2 separate regions of the Anas platyrhynchos genome follow, and region 2 is linked to region 1. The links are chromatin contacts, called in public Hi-C maps. All regions are on one chromosome and are shown on one strand. Each heading gives the region's core, a stretch centred on a gene start, on an enhancer-like site or on the middle of the called end of the contact. The rest is flanking DNA. Distances are from core to core; before and after follow the strand shown. Region 1 overlaps LRRC75A (leucine rich repeat containing 75A). Region 2 overlaps LRRC75A (leucine rich repeat containing 75A).

Region 1 (5,536 bases), core at 2,336-4,835:
GCTGATGGATTTCCTTCCAAGCCCCGCTTGCTTTATTTGCCTTAGGTGATTAGCTAGGATTTGCCTTCCTACGAATAGTTTGGGTTATTAGGGGGGAAAAAATAACAGTTGAGAGAAAAAACTATGCTCGCAATGGTAAACAGAGCTATTTCTCGGTAGCATGAAAACATAAAACAGTGAGAGATGCTCTAGGAAGCCCTAAGACAGATCATCTTAAATGGGTTTTGGCACGCATCAGAGCAATTATTACAAATTAGCACGCAGCCAAGGAGAGCGAGCCCCCAGTAAACCACGCTGACGAAAGGATAAACTGGAGTTGGAAGGGAATGGCAACAAAATAAACCCACTCCCCCTTTGTTTACCTGCAAACACGAAATGGAAAATCCTCAGCAAAGAAATATTTGCAGAAGGGAAGAGAAAGGTTTCAGCACTCGGGTCCCTCCTTACCATGTTAAATGGCTCAGTAGCATTTGGAGGGGTGAAGCCAAAAGCATGATGCATTTGGTGGTGACTTTTTTTTTTAATTTGGAAGACTGTGACTTTTACATCTTTGTACATACAATTATGTGCATGGAGCAAAGCATCCTGGCTGCTGGCGGGCTGGGTAGAGGGGCAGCCTCGGAGCGGGGACGTCCCCTCGGTGCCCAGGTGGCACCCAAACGGGGCACTCGGTCTGGCTGAGCAGGGACACAGATGATGGAGAGCAGCCTGACCTCCCGCAGCAGGATCCTGGCGTTCAAAGTGGCCTTGAGCTGGCCCCCGGGCTTGTCACCAGCCAGTTTTGGGTGACCTGTGCCCTTTTCCATGACACCTCTATAATGACTGCAGCCCCGCAGCGGGCCTTCCCTTCACCCTGCTCCCCAGCCCCAGGCTTTAATAAAGCCAGCACTGCCGAATTTACGATGCCTTCCCTTTTGATGTAGTCACGCGGAGCTGAGGTCATCTAATGGGTTTCTGGTTTTCTTTTTTTTCTTTTTTTTTTCTCCTCCCCTTTCAAAGCACGGGGCTAACTCGCAGCCTATTGTTGCGTGCAGACATCTGCCCAGCAGCCACCCCGGCGAGCAGCGCCAGATTTGCCTTTTGAAGCCCTGATGGAGTTTTCTCCAGCAAATCGACCTCCTCCTGCGGGACCAGGAAGGCTCCAACCCCCCTGTGTAATAAGAACGAGGGTGTTCCCATCAGGGCTCCCTGTTTCTGGGCTGATCCCCTGGATCCTACCCCAATTCCCAAGGCCAAGAAAGGATCAGCTGGAATAGAACGAAGGTCTCTTCTCTGAGAAGAGGCGTTTACCTTCTTACAGGAAAAATGCATTTTTTTGGCATGGGAAATTCAGATTTGGGATTGCTGACCCTTCTCTCAGCACGGCTCCAGTGGTGAGCTGACCGCAGAGTCTGTCCCAAGCTCTGCTTTTGTCCCCTTCCAGCCATCCACAGAGCAGCAGGAGGCTTGAAATTCAACAAAAATAAACCAGCTCCCAACTTCCCACTCCACAAGGGTGCTTGGTGGTGGAGTCAGCTCCGGGGGGTGCAGGATTTGGGCCACGGACCTACAAACAGCCAGCGAGACCCTGGCAGAGCTGTCAAAGCACCATGCACCACACCGCTCCGTACAAGCACCACAAGGCTGCCTGCAAAAACATCCATTCAATTTTTTTTTAAACCTTTCAGTCTGTCCAGAAGCTCTGTATGGACTCCTAAAAGCTGTTTTAATGCAAAAAGGGGAGAGGTGAGAGCTGCTCCTGGCAGCGCTCAGGCCATGCTGGCCGTCCTGATGCAGGACTGAGAACTCACCTAGGACAATCAATTACAGGGTGATGAAGACCCCAGTAATTAAACCCTGCCTTGACCTAGCCTAAATTAGGAGCTGGTGATGCTGCTGCAGTAGCAGAGCGCCGAGAGCGGAAATTTGTAGAAATGAAGAGAAATGGAAACCAATTTTGCAACCCAGATACCACCATAAGAAGTGCTCAACACCTGCCTGGACGAAAGGCCAAAGTGCAATGCGTCGAATTCGGTGTTGACACGCCGAAATGAAAAGCAATGTACAATGGGGCTTATCAAAAGAGCCAGGAGTACAAGATGAATGGGATCGCAGTGACTCAGGAAGTTATTCAGGAAGATTCGGGAGTAATATTACACTTGGACTTCGGAGAAGCAATTAAAAAAGGCAATAAAATTCGAGGTGATAGATGGCCCTGAGGGGAGCATGTGAGATAAAGGGAAATTGCAGAAAGGAATATAAAAATCTGGTGCGAGATATACTGGAGGGCACCCAGCTTGGCTCCGGCAGCAGAGGATAAATGAGCAGCAGTCAAAATGATGAGGGGAATGGGGGGGGGATCAGCAGGGGTCTGCACCCTGTGCTGCAATGCCCAGCCCCATCGTGCTCCCAACAGGGTTTTCTCACCCCACAGACAGCAGCAGAGCCACGAGGACGGTGCTGAGCACAGAGCTGTGTATTGTGGGATCCATCCTGATGGCAGAAATCACTGCAGTGTTGGGCAGGACCCTGCTAATCACCGACCCCCCTGGCTCCTTCCACCAGCTGCAGGGCGATGGGTGCAGGACATGGTGCAGTGCCTCCGTGTCACCTCTCACCACAACACCTCAGCCACTGCGTCTTGACAGCCCCAACCTGTCCCAGGTGTGCAAACCACAGCAGCAGCCACTTTTCGGGGGAAATTGCCTTGGGAACCGCAGGTCGGAGCCCGGCGCCTGCTTTTGCTGCTATCTAAAGGGGAACGCTCGCCGTTCACTGGACTCCGGGGTGAAGCCAGCAGTAAAACATTGGGTTATTTATGTTGCAGATGTAGGACATCACGCAGGATTTTCCCAGCCCAACAAGGCTCTGGCGGAGCCTGCCTCTCAGCCGCACCGCGCCGGGTCCCACGGGAAGCAGAGCTCAGCACGCTCGCTATTTCTGTCGGAGGCGAGCAGGAGCGTCTCCAGGACAGCGCCTGGAGTATTTATGTGGTTCTCTGTGGGTTCTCAGACCCTCGCCGCAACCCCTGGGAGCCTCGTGATGTGCACAGGAGCCTGGGAAGGGGAGACAAAGTCCCCCTTGCATCAGTGCCGGTCACTCCCTGCTGCAGGCAGGCACAGAAACGTGCACCTGAGGGCAAGGACACGGCCCTCAGAGCAAGTCTCACCTTCAGCTCATTCACCTTGTGGGCACGAGATAACCTGGGATTGTTAGTTTTATTTTTAAATGATAAGATCACTGTCATAAAGCAGCAAAGTCAGTGGCCACGCTCTGGCAAAGCGCTCCCAGCAACAGCAGCAGGATGCGACGAGGCCAGGAGGAGCGGGGTGATCTCTGGTTTCTGGAGTCTGTTTGTTCCAAGAGGATGCAAAAATACAAACACAGGCATGGGGCTGTACTGGGGTGTTCCTGGAGAGCCAGGTGGAGAGAAGAAAAGGGAGAGAGGCAGAGGAATCCAGAGGTTTAGCAGATCACCTAATGATTGCAAAACTCTTCGAAGGTGGAAAGGGTGGGATAATGGCACAGTGTCGGATCATCACGCGCTGAACTCTAGCCAGAAATCACAGTCCCTGCCATTTGAGAGCCATCACCAAACGTCCCGCTGGCAGCCTTCCTATCTGCAAGACCTTGGCTCTTTGCATTTCACAGATCCTTTTTGCCCAGCAGAGACAGAGCAGCTGTGTCACCTCTGCGAGGACCCCCAGGGAAACAGGACACGGCGCACCGCTCGGCTCCTCTCGCTCCATCAGCCCTCTGTCCCCATGGGGTCCTAGCCCACCCCAAACCTACAATCCAGCAAAAAAGATGAAATTTGGGGTGCAAGCCAGGCGACAGATTTTTCTTCAGGTTTCAGTGCAGTTCACAGCACGGGGCAAAGGCAGGATTTGAAGGTGACCACACCACTGCATGACCCTCTGGAGCCACCACACAGTGCCCTAAGCTCCCTGCACCCCTCTGCAGGGCTCACTCCTGAGACTCTGGGAATGCCCCCATCTCTCCCCATTCCCCAAACACTGGGGAGCTACCCCTGCTTTTGCCCCTGAGATGGAATCATGCCGTTTTTTAGAGCATCTTTCACCCATTTGTATGAAAACTGAGCAGGGCTTTTCTGCCTGGCACATGGGATCTGAATCAGATGTGCCCATGACCTGCGGCTGGGCAGATTCCTCAACGCGCCATCAATTTCTGGCATCATCAGCAAATCCTCCTTATTAAACCATTCATTTCTGCACACCCGCATTGCCAGCAGACCGCTTGCTTGCCTGGCGTTCACCCTCCTATGAATTAGGCTGGGAGCAGATATTAAAGCATCCATCCACGTGCCCGAATCACCGGGACAAAAGCAGCGAGCAGGGAGCTCCCCGCCCCAGCCGTGGTGCACAAATCCCACCACGCGCCCCACGTACATAAACACTGCTCCCACGAGGAGGCAGGGAATCAATACGCTTCCTTCCTACGGGGTAAATTATCTTCTGATTAAAAGCTCAATGAGCTGAACTCAAATGTCAATTACCGTCAGAAAACATCAATAAAACATGTTGTTACTGTTTAATGAGGTACCTGTTTCTTCATCCGTCGTTTCCCTCGGGGACACTCGCTTGGTTTTAGCAGGTTTTAGCTGAGAGGCTGCACATGCATGGGCAAAGCTCCTCTGCCAGGAACAAAACAGAGGTGACATGGAGCCTGGAAAGTGGTACAAGGCCACACACCCCCACAGGACTCAATTATTTCAAATTATTACCCAGCATATGGTATTGTTCACAAAATAGTCTGTGAGCTTGCCAGCTCTAGCAAAACAAGCTCAGCAAACGGTTTCTTCAGTTCATCCTTCATCACGTTTTCTCCTGGCTATATTCCTCATCTTGGGATTCTCTGGGAGTGAGGGGCAGGATCAGACAAGGTTTGCTTGACCCAAACTGTTTTTGTGGTGTGGATTTCATGCGGATGGCTCTTCGATGTGCTTCGATGTGACATTTTTTGGAAGGAGCGATGCATCGAGGAAGAGGCTGGAGACTGAGCTCAAACAAGGGGTTGCTGAGCCCAGAAAGATACCAGAGCCTTCTCCAAGAGATTTCACCAACATTAGAAGGAGCGTGACCCAGAGCAGAGCATCTCATGGCTTTTCTTCTTGCCCGCCCTGAAGGCGAGGCCAGCATGAAGGTGAGAAGAGCTGCTCTGCCCAACCACGCAGCATCGATGGGAGAGTCAGAGGTGGACACCCAGCAGAGGCAGCTTGGGTCTGTATCATCTCCTACTGAGGTTTTCTCTAGAGAAGTTGGGAAGAAAACCAAGGAGTTGGGGAAGAAATCACTGCCCTAGTGTTGAGAACTGGTGGATCCCTCCAAAATTCAGCCACAGACCTTTTCCTTCTCTTTTTGGCATTAATATCCTCACGCTGGTCTGTCCCCTTCTACCTCCTCTTCTGCTTTGGATTCAACTCTGAGGTTTAATTCAGGAGCTTGGCAACAGCTGCCTTCTGAGAAAAGAAGGGACATTTGCTAAGAGCGCACCATGAAACGTCTTCTCCTGCTCTGGGTTCCTTTTTTAATCATCT
Region 2 (5,275 bases), core at 2,222-4,721, 45 kb after region 1:
ACATCTAAATAATGCAGCCCAGATGGAAAATGTGCTCGTTAAAGGAAGATGTCACCGCGTGCTAAATACAAACCAACGGTGTGCGAATTCAGGAGGGCAGGAGCAGCAGGGAAGCAGCTCACAGCCTTCGTGCCACAAGGGATGCACAGTCCTGGGAAATCCCCCAACGAGCAGAATCTGCTCCTCCGATTCTTCTTTTTAATTTAATTTCATATTTTAAGTAAGCAGCACAAACATTATGATTTTTCTCATCATGACATGAGGAGGTAGGACAAGAAAATAACTTCTGAAGCAGGCAAATAGGAGGAAAGAAACCACTTTTTTTTTTTTTTAAGGAAAAGAAATGCCAGATCAGATAACATTGGCACAGACGGAAAGCTCTTGACCCTTTGCATACATGAACATCAAAATTTGAGGGCTGAGATTTTCAAGACCAAGCTGGAGACTCATCTTGCATCCATTTCCTAGGAGATTTGGGTTCCTCAGCCTCTGGAATTTGTTTCCCAACCCTTTTTAGAAAGGAAAGACGAGCTGTGCAGACAAGCTGCAAGTCAAAAGTTAGGGCTAATATCTGGGAAAAAATAGGAACAGCGTTGAGAAGCATGGATCTAATTCCCCTTTAGCCTAGTGCTCCTTTTGTGACATTACTCAGCATCTGAGCCATACCACTTGCAAGAGGAATGCATTTGTGAGAGAAACACGGAATTAGAAGAACAACATTTTCAAATGCTGTCACTTGACTTAACCTCAGGGCAACTAAAAGCCATATCCACCGTCACTCAGTAAAGTTAACGGAAAATCTATCAGAGAAATCAACCAGCAGAGGATCGGACCTTCACCGCACCACCCTGAGACCCAACACGAGGCCACCCTCCAACCCCACACCCGGCACAAGAGCCCCCTGCCAACGTGCCATGGTGCCTGGAGCGGTGTTATGAGGGCTCTGCATCGTCAGGACAAGGACAACAGCAACCACTGCACAGCTCGTCAACAACTTGCCAAGGGATCCCAAGAACGCACCTCTCCAAAGCAAGAGCCCCCAAACGATTCAAAGGGACAGATGAGAACGAAGCCCACCCAAGTGCCAGATCGTAGCACCCCAGACCAAACTCAAAGCCTCTTCCCTGCTTACATCTTGGCCCTGATCTAGAGAAAAGCCCTGGCTTGTTGAGCACAGAGCTTACTTCTCTCAATAAGAAGCTGAGGTTGCTAAATCTGGGAGAGCTGGGTGAAAATTGCTATTTGAAGGACCGGGTGAGACATCGCGTGGCTGGGATCTTGCACTAAATGTTCCCGGTCTCGCCCTTTCTGTAAGTGGGAGCAAATCAACAGGAGACCTAGGAGAGCCTACAGCGACCAGAGAAGACCTGGAGCTCTTCAAAGGAATTCCAGGTGGTTGTGAGAAGAGCTCAGATCCCTGAAATAACTTTTGCCAATGCACGTTCACTTCTTCTGGCATTTTCAGACATTTGAAGCCCAGATTTACAAGAATGTCAGGTTCCCAAGTGCTAGAGCAAACCTATCCCTAGGCAATTCCCTGGGGAAAAGCTATGGGATTCTTTGGATCGTGCTGAAGGTTACTTACAGGGAAAGAGGCTGGATTGCCATACAGCACCTTGACCACATTCTTGCCTTGGAAGGTCAACCTACACATACACAAGAGGCAACAGCCACACCAGGCTTGCCTGAGCCACCGCATGGGATGGCCCTGGCCATAAATAGTAGGAAAAAGCTATGAAACCTTTGGAAAGCTCCAGTGCCAGGTACCTTGGTCCTCGCTCTTGCTCTCAAGACATCCAGTGACACAACCAGGGGTATTTCTGATGGCAAGGACAGGAGCGAAGCTGTCTGGGGTCTGCAGATAAGCAGATGGATGGGTCCTGGGGGCAGGAGGGAAAGCTTCAAGCCTGAGAGTCTTAAAAGGTTCAAGAAGAAAGAAATCAAATCAAAGCTAAATGCCGCAGCTCTCCCTCTCGCTACAAGCTTCAGTGTTGAACTAATCCAGGAGTGCTTTGAATTCCAGCTGTACCTGCAGAGAAGGCGCCGAGTCACCGTATTTGAGATTCAAGCCACAGCGCAGGGAGTACCGCCGGCTTTCACCCAGATCACAGTGGGCACACCGAGCCCTGCCCTTCTTCCTGGCCAGCCAAGGGAGGTTTACAAACCTCGCCACCCCCAAGAAGCCCTTCCAACCACTCATTTAATCAACACCGATACACGGAGATGCACAAGTGCCATGGAATAACCACAGCAGCCCTGCACCGACACCCCTGCCTGCTGGTTTCATCGATCCTGCCCCTATCAGGGGCTCTCCCATTTCCTCAGCCTTAGGGCAGGGAGGTTTTGCAGTGAGGACCTGAATCACGAGGTGCCAATTCTTTTTTCCTTTTAAATTTGTAAACCCCAACTGCAGATACAGCTGCGTTTCTTATTCGAGACTGCTTTCTCTCCGTGCCCCCCTAGCAAGGCATTTCCTGACCAGAAGCAGCAGTCTTAAATTCTTCATGAACAGAGTTTAGTCTCACCGCGATTTTCAGTGTGTGTCATGAATTTTAATGGAAATACATACAAACCCCAGTCCCTCAGCACCAAGGTGTTGAGGCGGGCGAGATTTGTGCAAGGTGAGAGGTACAACTGTTTGTTGCTTTTGCTTTTTGTTTTTAAACTCAGCTGCAGTGAATCACTGTGGTGGGCAAGGATAGCTGAGCTACTTCTATCCACCGAGCTGACCACAGTTTAGGAATCCCCTTGGTCAGGGCCCTGCAGCACAGGAGGGCAGCCTGCCTCGGGTGCCCAGCAGCATTTGTCAAAGCTTTGATTGAGAAGAAAAGCCCCAAAAATGACAAAGAACAAAAAAAAAAAAAAAAAAGGGAGAAGATAAAGAAGTGTACATGCCCTCTCCACCAGCAGCCCTGACTGTTAGCTTATGCTCCGGCCAAGAGAGGCAAAAAGCCCCAAACACACACACCGAGCCAACCCAGAGACAGAAAGATCTTAAATGCTCTTTCTGGCACTACAGGGGGGTTCTCTTCCATTGTGGCTTTGTTAGTAAATAAATCAATTCCTTTTTCTTCACGTCACTCTCTAAAATGGCCCCATTCAGACGCCCGTGCTGGTGCGGCAGAGCCCTGCCTTCCCACACGCAGCAGAGCAGTGATTCACCCGCTGGTTTCAGCACCTCTGGAAGTACGAGAAATTAAATTAAATTTCTTTAACACATCCTTGGCATCTCCTCCCAGAAGGTTAAAGCAAACAAACAAACGGAAACAAACACTTTCGTTGGCCAGAATGAAAAGCGATCCATGCTCAGCACGCTCCTACTGGAGAACCTTGGGTGGTGTGATGGACAGAGTCATTTTAATGGAGATCTTCCCATTTCCAGGAATGAGCTTGCTCACAGGCATGTCGAAGGTTGCATTCGCATTGGCAGCTTCCTGCAACAGCAAAAGCCCCAGATGCTTGTGGTTGGAAGCGACCTATTTTGGATAAACAGAACAATGAACAAAGCACCCTCTCCCCGGCAGACGGAGCAGCACGGAGGAATGTTTTGCAAAATCTTTTGGCAACAAGGTACCCTCTGGTTTTGCAATCAGCGAAACCATGGGCAAAGCCATGCGTCACATGAAATCCAGCTGGGAGAAGCAGGCAGCAGCGCTGCCAGCACCACCAAGAGCCCCGAGGAGACAGAGCCCACCGGCGAGACCTCTCCAGCAGGATGCAGAGGTCCTCCCGGGCTGTCCCAGCACAGACGCAGAAGCTCCCAGAGATATCACACTTGCAGCAACACGGAGAATTCACAAGCTGCTCTCAGGAAATACGGCCAGAAATAGCAGACTTTGTGCTGTCTGCAAACATCACAAGCCTTGGCCATCCTGGATTCACACCACGGGATTTGCACTGAGAGCGCCCGTAGCAGTTCCTGCTCCGTTTAGCAGCCTCTTGCTCACACCACAGCAGAGCTGGCTCTAGGCTAGAAGGTCCTACAAACGCAAGACCATGCCTGTACACAATGAAAGATGCTCTTTGCTCTCCTTTGAGAGATTTTGAGGCCTCAGAGAGAGCTTTTCACTGTCTTGCCTTAAGCATGGCAGCAGAGAAAAATCTAGAAGCAGGAGTGTGCCCAGGTCTCACCAGCACACAGTGGTGGCTTCAAAACCACTGAAGTTTCTGACCTGCAGGTACCTCCTGCTCAAAGTGGGTTATGAAGCTGAAACACAGAAAGATTCAATGCTACCAGAAACATTGGTTTCAGCAAATTTCTGCTGTCTGTATTCTTCGCCACCAACTCCGTACGCAGCAGCTCAGGCCAAGAAGCAAACCTCCTGCTAGATCTGTTCCCATCCCCATCAGCACACAAAGCCTAATGCTCCCCACACCTCGATAAAGACCCTTCAGCTCTAATCCAGAGCAGTTAAGAGATTCCTGTAAGCAGCCAGATCAGCACAGCACCAGATGGGCTGAAGGGACTTATGTCTTGCAGGAGTTTAGCGCACAACCCAGCCACAGATGGAAGGACTTGGGGGAGAAGCCCCCTCTGTACAGCATGCTCCATCTCCCAGGAGCCTCACCACGACCTCCCCAGCCCGTATCAGGAAAGCCTGGATTTGGTTATTGAGCCACAAACGAGTTTTAGCTCAAATTTAGCTCTATTTGCTGCTATGATGCTTCAAATGACTCAAGGGGAAATCGTGATGCTGCAGCGGCTGGCGCATTGACTCGAGGTCGTATTATTCAATGCCTGCTCATATTCAGTTTGCAGCAGATCTGCTCAGATTCCAGTTTTTCAGTGAAGGGGAAGGAAGTGCTTCTCGAAGTATTTTGACTTTGTCAGGGCAACCGTTCCAGGGGACCATTGTCTGCAACAACACATTTGGCTACCCTGGCGTGGAGTCACAGTGAGCCTGAGCTGCTCTGGGCTCCAGCCCCAGATGCTGGGGGACTCCTTCCTCCAGTCACTCAGCTCAGACACAGCAGCTTTCAGGCTGCTCCAACCCACACTGGGGTCCCTGCTGGCCTCCAGCTGTGCCCAGGCTTGGAGATGATAATTGTGCCTCATGTGCCAGGGTTTGGCTCCACAGTCACTCGTTTGCTTTGTGCATGCACAATCGTGCCTGGGCAACCACTGGGTGGATGGAGCTTTTCTGCTGAAAAACTGCTTTGAATGGGTCTAGTCTATGTCCCTCTTGCACATAAGAAGCCAGCGAGACATTAATCCCACGCTGCTCTGACCACGAGGGAGCAGCCAGCACCTCACCTCGTGAAAGTGCCTGCTCGC

Evidence for each region. A called contact is a pair of places that touch in the nucleus more often than the background predicts.
Region 2: a Hi-C map of skeletal muscle shows a contact between it and region 1, with 2.2 times the contacts expected there. The contact joins two enhancer-like sites. A contact is called at or near these places in 2 of 8 Hi-C or Micro-C datasets (both in skeletal muscle).

The regions. Positions count from the first base shown.
Region 1 is chr20:5,831,561-5,837,096 of IASCAAS_PekinDuck_T2T, forward strand. The region is part of intron 4 of LRRC75A (leucine rich repeat containing 75A); the gene reads right to left. Among named protein-coding and RNA genes, the nearest start is that of LRRC75A, 49 kb to the right of the region's middle. Within about 2 kb of position 3,586, at least 1 of the 8 cell types and tissues checked has an H3K27ac peak or open chromatin away from gene starts, as enhancers often do.
Region 2 is chr20:5,876,455-5,881,729 of IASCAAS_PekinDuck_T2T, forward strand. The region is part of intron 1 of LRRC75A (leucine rich repeat containing 75A); the gene reads right to left. Among named protein-coding and RNA genes, the nearest start is that of LRRC75A, 4.6 kb to the right of the region's middle. Within about 2 kb of position 3,472, at least 1 of the 8 cell types and tissues checked has an H3K27ac peak or open chromatin away from gene starts, as enhancers often do.